Linked DNA regions of Sus scrofa: region 1 is linked to region 2. Evidence: chromatin contacts called from public Hi-C data. All regions are on one chromosome and are shown on one strand. Each heading gives the region's core, a stretch centred on a gene start, on an enhancer-like site or on the middle of the called end of the contact. The rest is flanking DNA. Distances are from core to core; before and after follow the strand shown. Region 1 holds the start of HGF (hepatocyte growth factor). Region 2 overlaps CACNA2D1 (calcium voltage-gated channel auxiliary subunit alpha2delta 1).

Evidence for each region. Hi-C and Micro-C count contacts between places; a contact is called where the count stands out from the background.
Region 1: a contact with region 2 is called in a Hi-C map of liver, with 1.6 times the contacts expected there. The contact joins the promoter of HGF here to the enhancer-like site in region 2. A contact is called at or near these places in 7 of 47 Hi-C or Micro-C datasets (embryonic fibroblasts, heart right ventricle, liver and 3 more) and 1 of 2 datasets of contacts at active chromatin or transcription factors (skeletal muscle).

What each region holds. Positions count from the first base shown.
Region 1 is chr9:98,432,650-98,439,366 of Sscrofa11.1, forward strand. HGF (hepatocyte growth factor) reads left to right here and starts at 5,122. Exons shown (of 19, transcript XM_005667687.3): 1 at 5,122-5,343; 2 at 5,609-5,738. The coding sequence starts at 5,134.
Region 2 is chr9:98,175,869-98,181,934 of Sscrofa11.1, forward strand. CACNA2D1 (calcium voltage-gated channel auxiliary subunit alpha2delta 1) reads left to right here. Exons shown (of 39, transcript NM_214183.1): 14 at 1,269-1,318; 15 at 2,740-2,829. Among named protein-coding and RNA genes, the nearest start is that of HGF, 260 kb to the right of the region's middle. Within about 2 kb of position 4,598, at least 1 of the 83 cell types and tissues checked has an H3K27ac peak or open chromatin away from gene starts, as enhancers often do. A contact at or near this core is called in liver, where this site is marked.

The DNA.
Region 1 (6,717 bases), core at 3,872-6,371, 260 kb after region 2:
ACAGATACCAGTAGATTCGTTTCCACTGAGCCACAACGGGTACTTCCAATAACCTTACTTTTTTACACAATTGAAAATTCCTATCTTGTGATGATGTACTTTAATTGTTACTGTCATTTTCTCACCACAAATTCTGCAACATATCCTGGGAGTGCAGGAAGATTCAGGGGTGAGGGTTGAGTCTGTAATTTGATTGAGCAAAAATTAATTTTGCAGTGGTTAATCAGTGATGAATTAATTTTTAAAACAACCTTACATTACATTATCATGTGTCCTAAAGTCTGGCCAGTTGTTTTCAATTAGGTTGTTTTTAAATGTAATAGACAAAGACTTGTTACATCCCCAGAGACCCCATACTTAAAAATGTATGGATTGCATCACATTCCTTAGGAGACAGGTATTTTGCTAAAACAAACAAACAAGCAAAATGATTAAAAGTTATTTTTCTCATTACAAATTTCTCTGTGCTTGTTTTTGCCCTGTCATAGTTACTTTATGTTCAAAGGACAAAGGAACCGGAGTGCTATTATACATGTTAAAACTCATAAAATACTAATAGAAAGAAATGAGGGGATTTCAAAGTAGATGTCACCAACATACAGATTGTTTTTTAGTTTTTTCTTGCATCTTTACAGTCATTGTCTTCCTCGACCCCTCTGCTTGACCCTGTGATCACACTTAAATGACATTTATACCAATCACCTTAGACTGAATCAACTGTATCTAACAGAATTTTCAGCAATGATGGAACTATTTTACATCTGCATTGTTCACCATGGAAGCCACACACATTTGACTGTTAAGTAGTTGAAATGTGGCAAGTGCAATTTTGAAAGTTTAGTCTCAATTTTACTTAATATAATATTTTACATAGCCACATGTGGCTTGTAGTTACCATGCTCACAGCACAAGATAAGGTTTTATGTGGCCTTTGTACCCCATCTTCAACAAATTATCAAATAACTATGCCACCAGGCCTGCTTTTAATTACCAGATTGTTTTCTGATTCTGCTTCACCTATTTAAAAGTGTTTTCTATCTGATCCAAATTTTCATTGAACTACTACTCACGTGTTAGACATTAGACATACTTTTAAGTTTTGTTTTCTAAAAAGCAATTACCCAATAACCATTTTCTATCCATAGAACATTCACTCCATCATTAGGAACTCCTGTTAAAGATACCTTGTGCCTTAGTCTCCTTGGGCTGCCACAACAAATTACCATAGAGTGGGTGCCTGAAAAAGAGCAGAAATTTATTTCTCACAGTTCTGGAGGCTAGAAGTTCAAGATTCGGTGTCTAGTGAGGGCCTGTTTTCTGGTTCATAGATGGAACCTTCTTGCTTGGGTTCTTATATGGTGAAAGAGGGAAGGCCTCTCCCTGGAGATTCTTTTATGAAGGCAGTAATCCAATCCCAAGGCACTTCCCAAAGACTCCTGATACTATCATCTTTGGCGGGGGGGTAGGATTCCAATATTTGAATTTTGGGGAGACAAACTTTTAGATGAGAGCACCTTGGATAAGTCAAGGCAAATTTATGTGTTGACCAACATTTCATATACATGCTCTGAAATGATATATTATCTAAAATAAATCAATACAAATCATAACGAATTTTGCAATATTTCCTATATTTAAGGTGGTTAACACAAATATTCAGAAGTGAGGCCTACAGACGAAAAATTACTATTTAGAGGATGAAAATGATAAGGGGGAAAAGAATAAGAAGATATGGTTACATGCAAGACATGCAAAAGATAAATCATCTCAAAGATTACGGAACTGCTTCTTTCTTATGCGGAAGGCAAGAATTGTATAAAAGTAAAGAATCCAGATAAGTAGAATAATCAAAATTTAGAGCTAGGAAGAATATTGGAAATCTCTCAATGTGGATCTCTCTCAATGTGGTATAGTATTTGATAGCAGTGACTTGATACCTGGACAGCAGTGGCTTAGAATTACACGTTACTAGCAGTTTAACCTAAAGCGAGTTACTTTTCATTTCTAAATCTCAATTTTTTATATCAAAGCCAATAATAATAATACACATCTCACATATACATAGCTTTTATTTGAGGGTGGGTGGGCAAGTAAGATAATGTATTTGCAACATTTAGCAAAATAACTGGTGCACAGTATCCCACTTTAGTGGTAAGGAAACTGAATTTTAGGGAGATTAATTTTCTCAATAGTAACTAGAATTTGAAACCATGCACATGACAAAAGTTAAGTCTACAGAAATAGTAGCAGCAAACAGAATGGTACCACATATGTGCCAGTCAGTTAATAAATGAAATGACTGATCTAACAGTATAAAACTCATTAGTAGTCTGCAGAACACAAAGCCCTATTAGCTTCCTTCTGACATAAATAGGTGCAAACATCACTTGTGCCTAAGAAACATGAGGCTTTGAAGAAAAAAAAATTTTGAACCAAGTGCAAGCTTTTAAAAAAATACAATAATGTACATTTTCCTATTCAATCAATCTAACTTACATGGAATACTACAGACCTTAAACTTTATGAAAGACTTAAAATTATATTATACAGGCAATGAATATCCATGTTGTACTTAAGTAATTATATGAATTGCAACATTTAAAGTATTCTCCTTACAAGATTTTCTGTCTTATCAAAATTTTTTCAGAAACGCTTTTGGGGATTTATAGGTTTAACATGAGGAGTATAAAGGTAATAGCAGAGTAGAGCATGGGGAAAACAGCATTATATAATTTGGAAAGAACAAAGAGAATGTGTTATTAAGACAAAATAAAACAATAGCACAATTCATAATGTTTTGTGTATTTGATTACAGTTTTGGGAGATTTTTTAATTGTTTATATTTTTGTTTATTTTGTAAATTATTATTAAGCATCTCCTACATGTTTGGTCTTAGGCTAATTTTAATGATTACAATCTTTTACAAAAGATATGTGGTTCTTCTTATGAGGTTTAGAGAAACTTACCCCATCCTATGGGCCATGACCATTTCTGTTCTACTCTCCCAACTGAATCTTTATTCAGTAAAGATTTAAGAATAAAAATAATTTTTAAGTTATTTAAGAATAAAAAAATTTACTTAGGTCTCTTCAACTGTAAAATGGGAATTATAATAATTCTTTTTAATATAGGTTGGTGTTATAAAATTGGGTTATGATGATCATTGTACAACTATAAATGTAATAAAATTCATTGAGTGCTTTAAAAAAAGATTAAATAAGAATCTAAGAGTACTTGGCATAATGTTTAGTAACACTAAAAACTCAATGCATATTAGCTATCATTTTTAATATAGAGAAATCAAATAACGTCAAAATAGAAATATAGATAAATAATTCAAAATAGGGTTAAGTATTTATTGTATTTTATGTGACAATTAAAAATTGTGAAAATAGGAGTTCCCCTTGTGGCACAGCTGAAACAAATCCAACTAGTAACCATCAGTTTGAAGGTTTGATCCACGGCCTCACACAGTGGGTTAAGAATCTGGTGTTGCCATGAGCTGTGGTGAAGGACACAGATGTGGCTTGGATCCTGTGTTGCTGTGGCTGTGGCACAGGCTGGCAGCTATAGCTCTAATTCAACCCATTGCCTGGGAACCTCTGTATGCAGTGGGTGCAGCCCTAAAAAAAGCAAAAAAAAAAAAAATTGTGAAAATGTGTCATTTATTAAATAAGTTTATTCAATTTCCTTTTGGTGCCCAGGATAGATTTTGCCCCAAGTTATGATAATTATAATTATGTTTATAGCCCTGATTCTGCTTTCTCTGAAAACAAATAGAAAGACTGGTCTCCTTCATTATTTACCTTATAAGAATTTACTTAGAGAAAATCTAGTTTATTTAAAAGGGGTTTGAATCCCTGGTAAAGCACAGGAGGTTACCATGGGGCAATTCAGAATCATGGTCAGGTGGTATACTGAAAATGAAAATTTCCAAGTGTAATAGAAAGTAAAAAGGAAAGTAAAATGGATACTTAGGACATAAGGGAGAGGCTGACAAATGACTTTTAAGTTTGCTTGGTTTTGTTTTTATAAGAGAAAATGATCAAAGAGAAGGATTAACAATAGGAAAAGGTAAGATGAAGTGGATTTCTCAAAACTAGTTCTCTAGTTTCTCTAGCTATTTCTCAACCTTAGCTTCTTCCTGAAGCTGGGGTGAAATGAACTGGAGGGTGAGAAATGAAAGCTGTGGAGGGAAGTACATTCTGTGGATGGCATTAATTTTGCCTACTACCACCTCTGTATAGCTGCACACTGCTCAGGAGACATTTCACATTATGTCCACTTTCCCAGTCACTGTGGACAGAGACGCTGTGCCTGCTTGTACTTCTGTCAGAGATACACAGGGGGAACTATACCCCCAAATCCACTACAAATAAAGCAAGCTCTTACCTAAAGTAATCAGATCATCACCCCAAGGTGCAAAGACATATCTCAATATGACAAGATTCCGTTCCTTATCTCTCCTCTCCCATTCCCCAGGCAAGCCCTTTATCTCTCCACTTAGATTTAGGGAGTCTGGTGATTGCATGCAGGCAGGACAGAGATGGAGAAGAGAGGGCACTAATTATTCATGAATTCAAACAGCTTGAGAGATTGCCAGTGAAAGGTAGTTTTAGAAGGTATGCATATCACATACACATACGTGTGTGAGTGTGTGTGTGTGTGTGTGTTTACAAGGACATGCAGTCCTTGCCATGATTATCTGTCAGGCAGAACCTAGTCTCTTAGACATTTTAAGAAGAGAGCATGATCAGAATTTATCATAGATCCCAGATCCAACAAGTTACTTTTATGCACTTTTTGTAAATTTTTTTAAGCTCTGGGGAGATTAGTTCAGGTTCTAAAAAAAGCAGCCTGCTCTGAGCCCATTGGACAGGGGCAATTTCCTCGCCTGACTTTGTGGGTGCTTTTGTTTTGCTGGTTTATTTACCCTTTCCTTACTTAACCTCTTTCTACCTGGGCTGGACCTGTCTGCGCTCTGCCTCCCAGCCAGCCTCCCTTCTCCTTCCTGGTCTCTAAAACCCTAGGGAACCTGTGTCAGTGTTTGGAATCCCTAGATTGCTCTAGCAGTGAAACTAGACAGATTAGGAGCTGAGGCGCATTTGACAGAAAGGCAGTGCTTTGCTTCTCATGCTGCTTCCCCTTCCTCTTTTCCCAAATAGATATGTAAACACATGTATTTTCCTGTTTAAATTTAGCGAATTGGTCCTCTGCCGGTGCCTTGATTTAGCTATTGGGCTGAGCCTTGCTCCTCCCTTCCCTACTCGGATAGGAGCCACTGGGATCTGGAGCTCAAGCTTCCAAATTGAAGCTGGCCTCAGGCCAGGTGACCTTTTCTTTGTAAGTTTCTTTCCTAAGCAGAGTGGGGGTGGGGGTGGGGAGCAGGGATCTGTTTGGTGTTGTTGGGGGGGGGGGTAGTGAGGAAAGGAGGGGGGGTGGAAGAGAGTAAAGGGCTGTTGTTAAACAGTTTCTTACCGTAAGAGGGAGTTCAGACCTAGATCTTTCCAGTTAATCACACAACAAACTTAGCTCATCGCAATAAAAAGCAGCTCAGAGCCGTCTGGCTCTTTTAGGCACTGAGTCGGAACAGGATTCTTTCACCCAGGCATCTCCTCCACTGAGATCCGCCAGCACATCCAGCAGCACCATGTGGGTGACCAAACTTCTACAAGTCCTGCTGCTGCAGCACGTCCTCCTACACCTCCTCCTGCTTCCCATCGCCATCCCCTATGCAGGTTAGTTTTCTCTTTTCTTCATGATGATTATTATTATTATTTAACTCTCTCTTGCTAACCTTTCCTTTTCCTAACACTCTCTCTTTCCCTATTCCTAGCATCCTTCCTTAACTCAGAATGAATTTTTTAAATCTCTCATTTAGCTTTCTTCTGACATTTTTTTTTTTCCTGTTTGAAAAGCATTTAAAGTGATACTTAGCATCCCCTCTGTATGGCATCATCTCCCTCCCCACTGGCCCAGCTCTGTCTCACTTAGCCTAGTAGTTGTGGATGGTGAGATGGGATTGAAGTGCTAACACTGGCTGGAACTTTGCTGGCTTGGCTAAGTTTAAAGCTCACCCGAGGGTCTGATCTGAAAAGGGGACAGTGATGGTCAGTACAGCAGAGACATGCTTTTTTTCCCTGAGGACAATTTCCCATGACAATCTACTACCCCACATCACTGAATCAACATCCAGGGCCAAATTATGACTTAAAATAGGTTTTTCACTTGGAGAAGTCAGATTAAACTCTGAATATATGCATGTTATAAAAATGAAAGAGAAAGCCTCTCTCCTAAGGTCTCATTCTTTCTGGGTATGGATGCCTGCCCTTTTTGAAACTGCAGTGCAAGGGAGGCAAAAATTGGGTGACTTTGATTATAGCTGCAGAACTGCTCCTTTCAGTCTCCCATTTTCTCCCTAGAATTTACAGGTTGGGATGGGGTCGCTTGGGAGTTCATATTGCCTAGAAGTTTAGAGGTTTCATGTGCTGCTTTGGGGAGTTTTCTGTTGTTATCAGGGCAAGAGGAAACATCTGTATTTGGTTGTATTATCACTGTCGTGACTGGGATGCCAACAGGAGAAGGTGATGCCATCACAGGTGGGCACAGGGGGATTAAAGAATGGAACAAATGCCCAGCCGGTAGATGTGGCCTTTCTATAATACAAAACAGAGAACTGGCTTATCTTTTGATATTAGTTAAATATGAAATTTATCA
Region 2 (6,066 bases), core at 3,348-5,847:
CTCCTGGTTGCAGGGCCCTGGGAAGTGGCAGTGACCCTCAGGGAAGAATAGGCACTCATAGCCTTTGGAAGCAGTAACAGCAGGCCAGTGCCTTCTCAGGGGAATAAGCAAAATGCATGGTGCTTAGTTGGACTGCCTTCCTTTGCAGTGACCCCTGAGGTGACTGGGGCCACAGGTGATGTCTGTTCCAGGACCCCTAGTGGTGGCGTGCCACACCCACCTCTGGAGTCTGAGATGCCTGTGGTGATTTGCCCCATCTGCCTGTATCCTATGTAGGAGATGATCCGCAGTCCAAGAGCCTGTGTGTGCACAGAGAAAGATATTCCTATAGTGGTCCTGCCCCTTCTCTTCTCACCCACTCCAACAGTGGCACTTGCTTCTCCTGTGGTCCCCAGCCTCCTCCCGTACTCCCTCAGCTGTGGTGCTCAGCTCCCTAGCCCTTGGCACACGGCTCCTTACCCCCTCAGGCTGTGTCCACACAGCCAATCCTAGTCCACTCCCCAGAACTGACCTCTGAAGCTTGAGTCTCAGTGCTGAGCCCACACTCGATCATCTCAGAGTGTATTGTCCAGGGGCCGTGGTACAGATAGTCTCTGCAGCTCTCTATCTGCTTTGCCCTCCTCAGTCTTGCTGCTGTACTTTTCTCTGGGGCTTTGAGGTTCCCCCTCCATACCGGCTGATTTCTCTGTCAGTTAGGTGGCATTCCAGGCTGTGGGCTCCTTTCCTCTTTCACAGCTCTCTCTCAAGAGCACTGGTCTCGATCTGACAACATTTTTTTTCTCTTCTCTCTCTCTCTCTCTTTCCTTTTGTTCTATCCAGTTATGTGGAGAATTTCTTACCCTTTTTGGAAGTTTAAAGTCTTCTGCCAGAGTTCAGTAGATGTTCTGTACCATTGTTCTACGTGTAGATGGGGTTTTTTTTTGATGTGTTTGTGGGAGAAGGGGAGCACCATCTTACTCCTCCACCGTCTTGATCATGCTCCGTAAAAAGACTTTAATGATACCAGGTTCCCTACTACTCTGTAGAAAAATAGCATTTATTTTTTGCAATCTAAGAAATGTACTCAAATTTCTCATAAAGCCTTTGCATTTGCTATGAGTACGCATTAATCAGATATTTTCCAAATTTATCAGTGTTTGCTAGTTAGAAGTGTTTGCTCAATTAGAAGTGAAAAAATGTTCTTTCCTCTTACAGAACCATAAAATAATGTCGTGGGCCTTTATTAAAATGTTTATTTGTATTAATCTGTATATATGTATATATTTCAGGTTATTATTATGAAATTCCTTCCATTGGAGCAATCAGAATCAATACTCAGGTATGGTTATTTAACTCTTGTTTAAAGTATTTTTTCTTTTCTTTTCCTTTTTTTTTTTTTTTTTTTTTTTGTCTCTCTAGGGCCGCTCTTACAGCTTATGGAGATTCCCAGGTTAGGGGTTTAATTAGACCTGTAGATGCTGGCCTACACCACAGCCACAGCCATGTCAGATCCGAGTTGTGTCTGCAACCTATACCACAGATCACAGCAACGCCGATCCTTAACCCACTGAGCGAGGCCATGGATATTCTCATGGATACTAGTCAGATTCATTTCCGCTAGCCATGACGGGAATTCCTAAAGTATTTTTTCAAACTAAGATATTTCTTTTCTTCTTTAAATATACTCAATATAGAGAAAATAGGTGAAAATGAATAAATGATTTATACTACTATATTTGTAATAAAATGATGAGTGTCACGAGTAATGTATTGGTTATTATTTCACTAAGGTTCCAAGTATTTTTAAACATCTAAAACTTGGGTAAAGAAAATGAGTATATTTTTCTTCTCAAATTTTAAAAATATCCTAGAAGTAAATAAAATGTTTACTAACAACTCATCATGTAATTTGAACTTGATTTTATGGCCGCTCATTTAAGTGAGTTTCTCCAAGTTGTAGGCACAACATAGAAAATTAAATAGTAGTTACTACAACTTACAACAAGGATATGATTTTCCTCCAGCCATTCAGTTGAAAACATGCTTGTTAAGTAACTAGGTAGATTGAAGCAAGTATGTTAATTTAAATATATGTTATTTTAAAATATTTATAAATTGCTATTTAAAATCATTATTCATTTTAAAATATAACTGAGGAGCTACAAAATAGAATAAATCAAAATTTAGCACAAATAGCATTGCATTTGTGGAAATGAATACTGAATACATTGAATTTTGAAATGATACAGCAGCTGCATTTGTGCCTGATGTCTAGATTTGGCACAGTATTTCATTTATTTTTTGATACGTTTAAATGTAGTTTTGAATTTCAGCCAAATAGTCTGTGATATGAAAACAAGTTTGTGGCTGCTTTATTATTTCAAATTTGTGCAGTTCCATCCAGTAAATCACAGAGCCTTAAATAGGTTAGATTAACATAAAACAATTCACAAGGAACCTATTTCACTTATCATTGACTGTACCTCAGAAAGAGAATATTTTATTACAGAAAAAAACTGGGGTAGATACTTTGTATAAATAATGTAAGTCAAATATTGTTGATTCTAAGTATGCAGACATACCATTTATGGAGTACCCAAAGTAGGAATTAAATGATTATATGCTTAACTCTTAATAATTCTGATTCTATCTTCATTTTTAACTAAAGATAATTTTTTCTCTATGAATTTTGTTTTGTTTCATTTTACCACTGCATTCCTAGTTTTCAACTATTTAACTTTTTTATGTATGTATAAATAGGAATATTTGGATGTTCTGGGAAGACCAATGGTTTTAGCAGGAGACAAAGCTAAGCAAGTCCAGTGGACAAACGTGTACCTGGATGCACTGGTAAGCTAGGCTCTTCATGCAAAGACTGTCCTGATGGAAGCAGACACTGCCTTCCATTTCTGCTTCTTTCTAGGTTCCACTTCTCTTTTTCTCTTCATTAAACCCTTGCAGAATTCCTTCTGTCACAGCCTTCTTTGCAAGAGTTTAGATAATTTGCATAAAAACCTAGGCTTGTATGTAATAGAGAACCACAAAGGTAAAGTGTTATTTTCTAGTTGCCATTGAGAATGTAGAATTTCAACACTTGAATCTTGAACTGAAGGGCATTTTGATAATTTTTTGAATTTCTGTGTTAAAAAAATAGTAAAGTTGTGTGAATTGATACCACTTACTGCTGATTTTGAATAAGAATTGTAAAGAAATATTTACAAAATAGACTTCAGTGAGCAAAAGCACATGTATCCTCCATATCTCCACCTACTCTCAACAGAACTCAGAAATACATGCAATTAGATAAACAGATATCTTACCCTATCCTGGAATAATCACAGACCCAATCACCTCTTCATATGTAATTTCTTCTTCTTTTTTTTTTTTTTTTTTTTTTTGGTCTTTTTTGCCTTTTCTAGGGCTGCTCCCGTGGCATATGGAGGTTCCCAGGCTAAGGGTCTAATCGGAGCTGTAGCTGCCGGCCTATCCCAGAGCCACAGTAATGCAGGATCTGAGCCATGTCTGTGACCTACACCATAGCTCACAGCAATGCCAGATCCTTAACCCACCAAGCAAGGCCAGGGATCAAACCTGCAACCCATGGTTCCCAGTCGGATTCATTAACCCCTGAGCCATGACAGGAACTCCTGTAATTTCTTGTTTTAGGTTCAGCCCCAAGCATTTATGGAAATAGGCAATTGAAGTGAATAAATCTGGTGTGAAATATCAACAACAACAACAACAAAAACCTGATAAATTGTACACTGCATAAGTGAAATTTTAGTAAAAGTAGGCCATCATATTTCAAAGCAATGGTTCTCAACTGGGGGTAATTTTTCCCCTCAGGTCATTTGGAAATATCTTTAGGTGTTATTTATTGTCATGACTCAGATAGGGAGGGTTTGCTACTGGCATCCAGTCAATAGATGCCAGAGATGCTGTTAAACATTTCACAGTACACAGAACCAAAACAACCTACTCTCTAACCCACCAGAGCAACAGCCACATACCACCCCCCCCCACACATATCCCACAGAATTATGCAGGTCAATATGTCAGTAGGGCCAAAGTTGAAAAATCATGTTTGAATATTATTTTTACTTGCAAGTAGTAATCATCATACTTAAGATGTATTCATATGCTTAACTTAATGATAGACTTTATTAATAATTTCACTAATGTAGTATATCAGAGAGAATTAAAATACTAAGCCCTGAAAAGTAAATGCTGATTCAATAACCCCTTTAAGGCTTATTTGGAGTTCCGTTATGTGCTGATACTACTTTTCTGAAACAATGATGAACCCAAAGGACAGAATGCAACCCATTTAGAATTACTTATCATTTGGTTCTTGTAAAATAAACATATACAGGAAGTTACAAGAAACATAGGCACTATTAGCAGCAGCCTTGCATGCTAAGGAAGATAAAGTGAAGCTTGCTTACCTCAAGCCCTCACTAAAATTACTGTCCAGTGTTCTTTCTTGACATCACATATTTATTTAAGGTCACATGGTCATCTAAAGCAATGGTCAAAATGTTTCATATATCCAAATCCATCACAGAACAGAGTATGATAGTAGGAGTCAATAATTATGCCCTGTTGTATTTCCTATGACCAGAAGTTCATTACCCAGCATGTCTGCATTATTGGTAAGGTTCTTACTGATAGCACAAATGACATTAGGAAGAGATTTTGGTTCCAAATATGCTCTTCTACAAGCGGAAACTAACTGTAAAAAAAAAGAAAACAAATGAGGCACATGAATTGGCTAGTCAGTGGATATAAAAAGCATTCTTTTTACTGATTTGAGAACAAAAAGTGCCCATCTTGTATTTCTAATTATTTGTTTATAATCTCTGCACATAGCAGATTTAAATGTATATTCTGGTCAAATTAAGAAGAAAAAGGTAAAAATATTACAAGACTAAATGTAATAAATATAATTAGAAGAATGAAAAGAGCTCTGGATATTCAGAAGGAAGAAGTCCATATATTTAGGGATAGAGTAGCCTGGGGTTAAAAAGATGGTGTCATTTTAGCTAAATATTTGAGTCTTGCTAAGTTTTCTTCAATTGGTGATGAGTAGTGAAATTATAGAAAGGATGTGCAGTATGAAAACTGGAAAAGTGCTATGTATATTGAAAGAATGATACCTCACTCACTTTTGGAGATAATGGGAAATAAGAACAGAAACAAGTTTGGGATGATATTGTGGAGGGTTCATTTTATTTGGGAGATAAAGTTCTTATTAGAGATATGAAAAGAGTTGTACTCTAAAAAATAAATATCGAATGAATTCTGGGAAAACAGAAACCTTGTTGTATTTCTCTTTTTAATTCTCTAAAGACTTGCACATTGCCTGGGAATAGAGTACAATTTTTTTTTGGTGTGCTTAATGAAAAAAAGAGAAAATTGAAGTTAGGCACTGATGAGTATTTTTGTCTGATATGTTAGAAACCTAATATTTCATTTTAGGGCACATATTACCATATTTAGAAGCAAATTATGAAATTCTGTATAAATATAAAAGTAATATAAAGAAAAAGGTTGTATCTAATATATACCTTATCTTATATATCATGCTACCATTTTTAAAACTGCCCATTTATGTATATAGTCAGTCTTTCATATCCATGGATCCCATGCATGCAGATGCAACCAACTGGAGATTAAAAATATTCAGGGGAAAAAAAAATATTTCAGAAAGTTCTGAAAAGCAAAACTTAAATTTGCCAAACACAGGCAACTATTTGTATAACATTTACATTGTATTTACAACTATTTACATAGTCTTTGCATTGTATTAGGTATTAAAGTAGTCTAGACATGATTCGAAGTCTATGGGAGAATGTGTATGGGTTATATGCAAATACTACCCATTTTATATAAGGGACTTGAGCACCCAAGGATATTGGTATCTTTTGGATACTAGGTTAATGAATTATCTGTAATTTGACTTTATTGAGGCAGAAAGTTTTCATTGTGAATATTAATTTGCATATTAAATTAAGGAAGTTCTCATGGTCAAATATTCTTTCTTAGGACTGAGAGTCAACATGTATATCGTCATGTAGACAACTACGT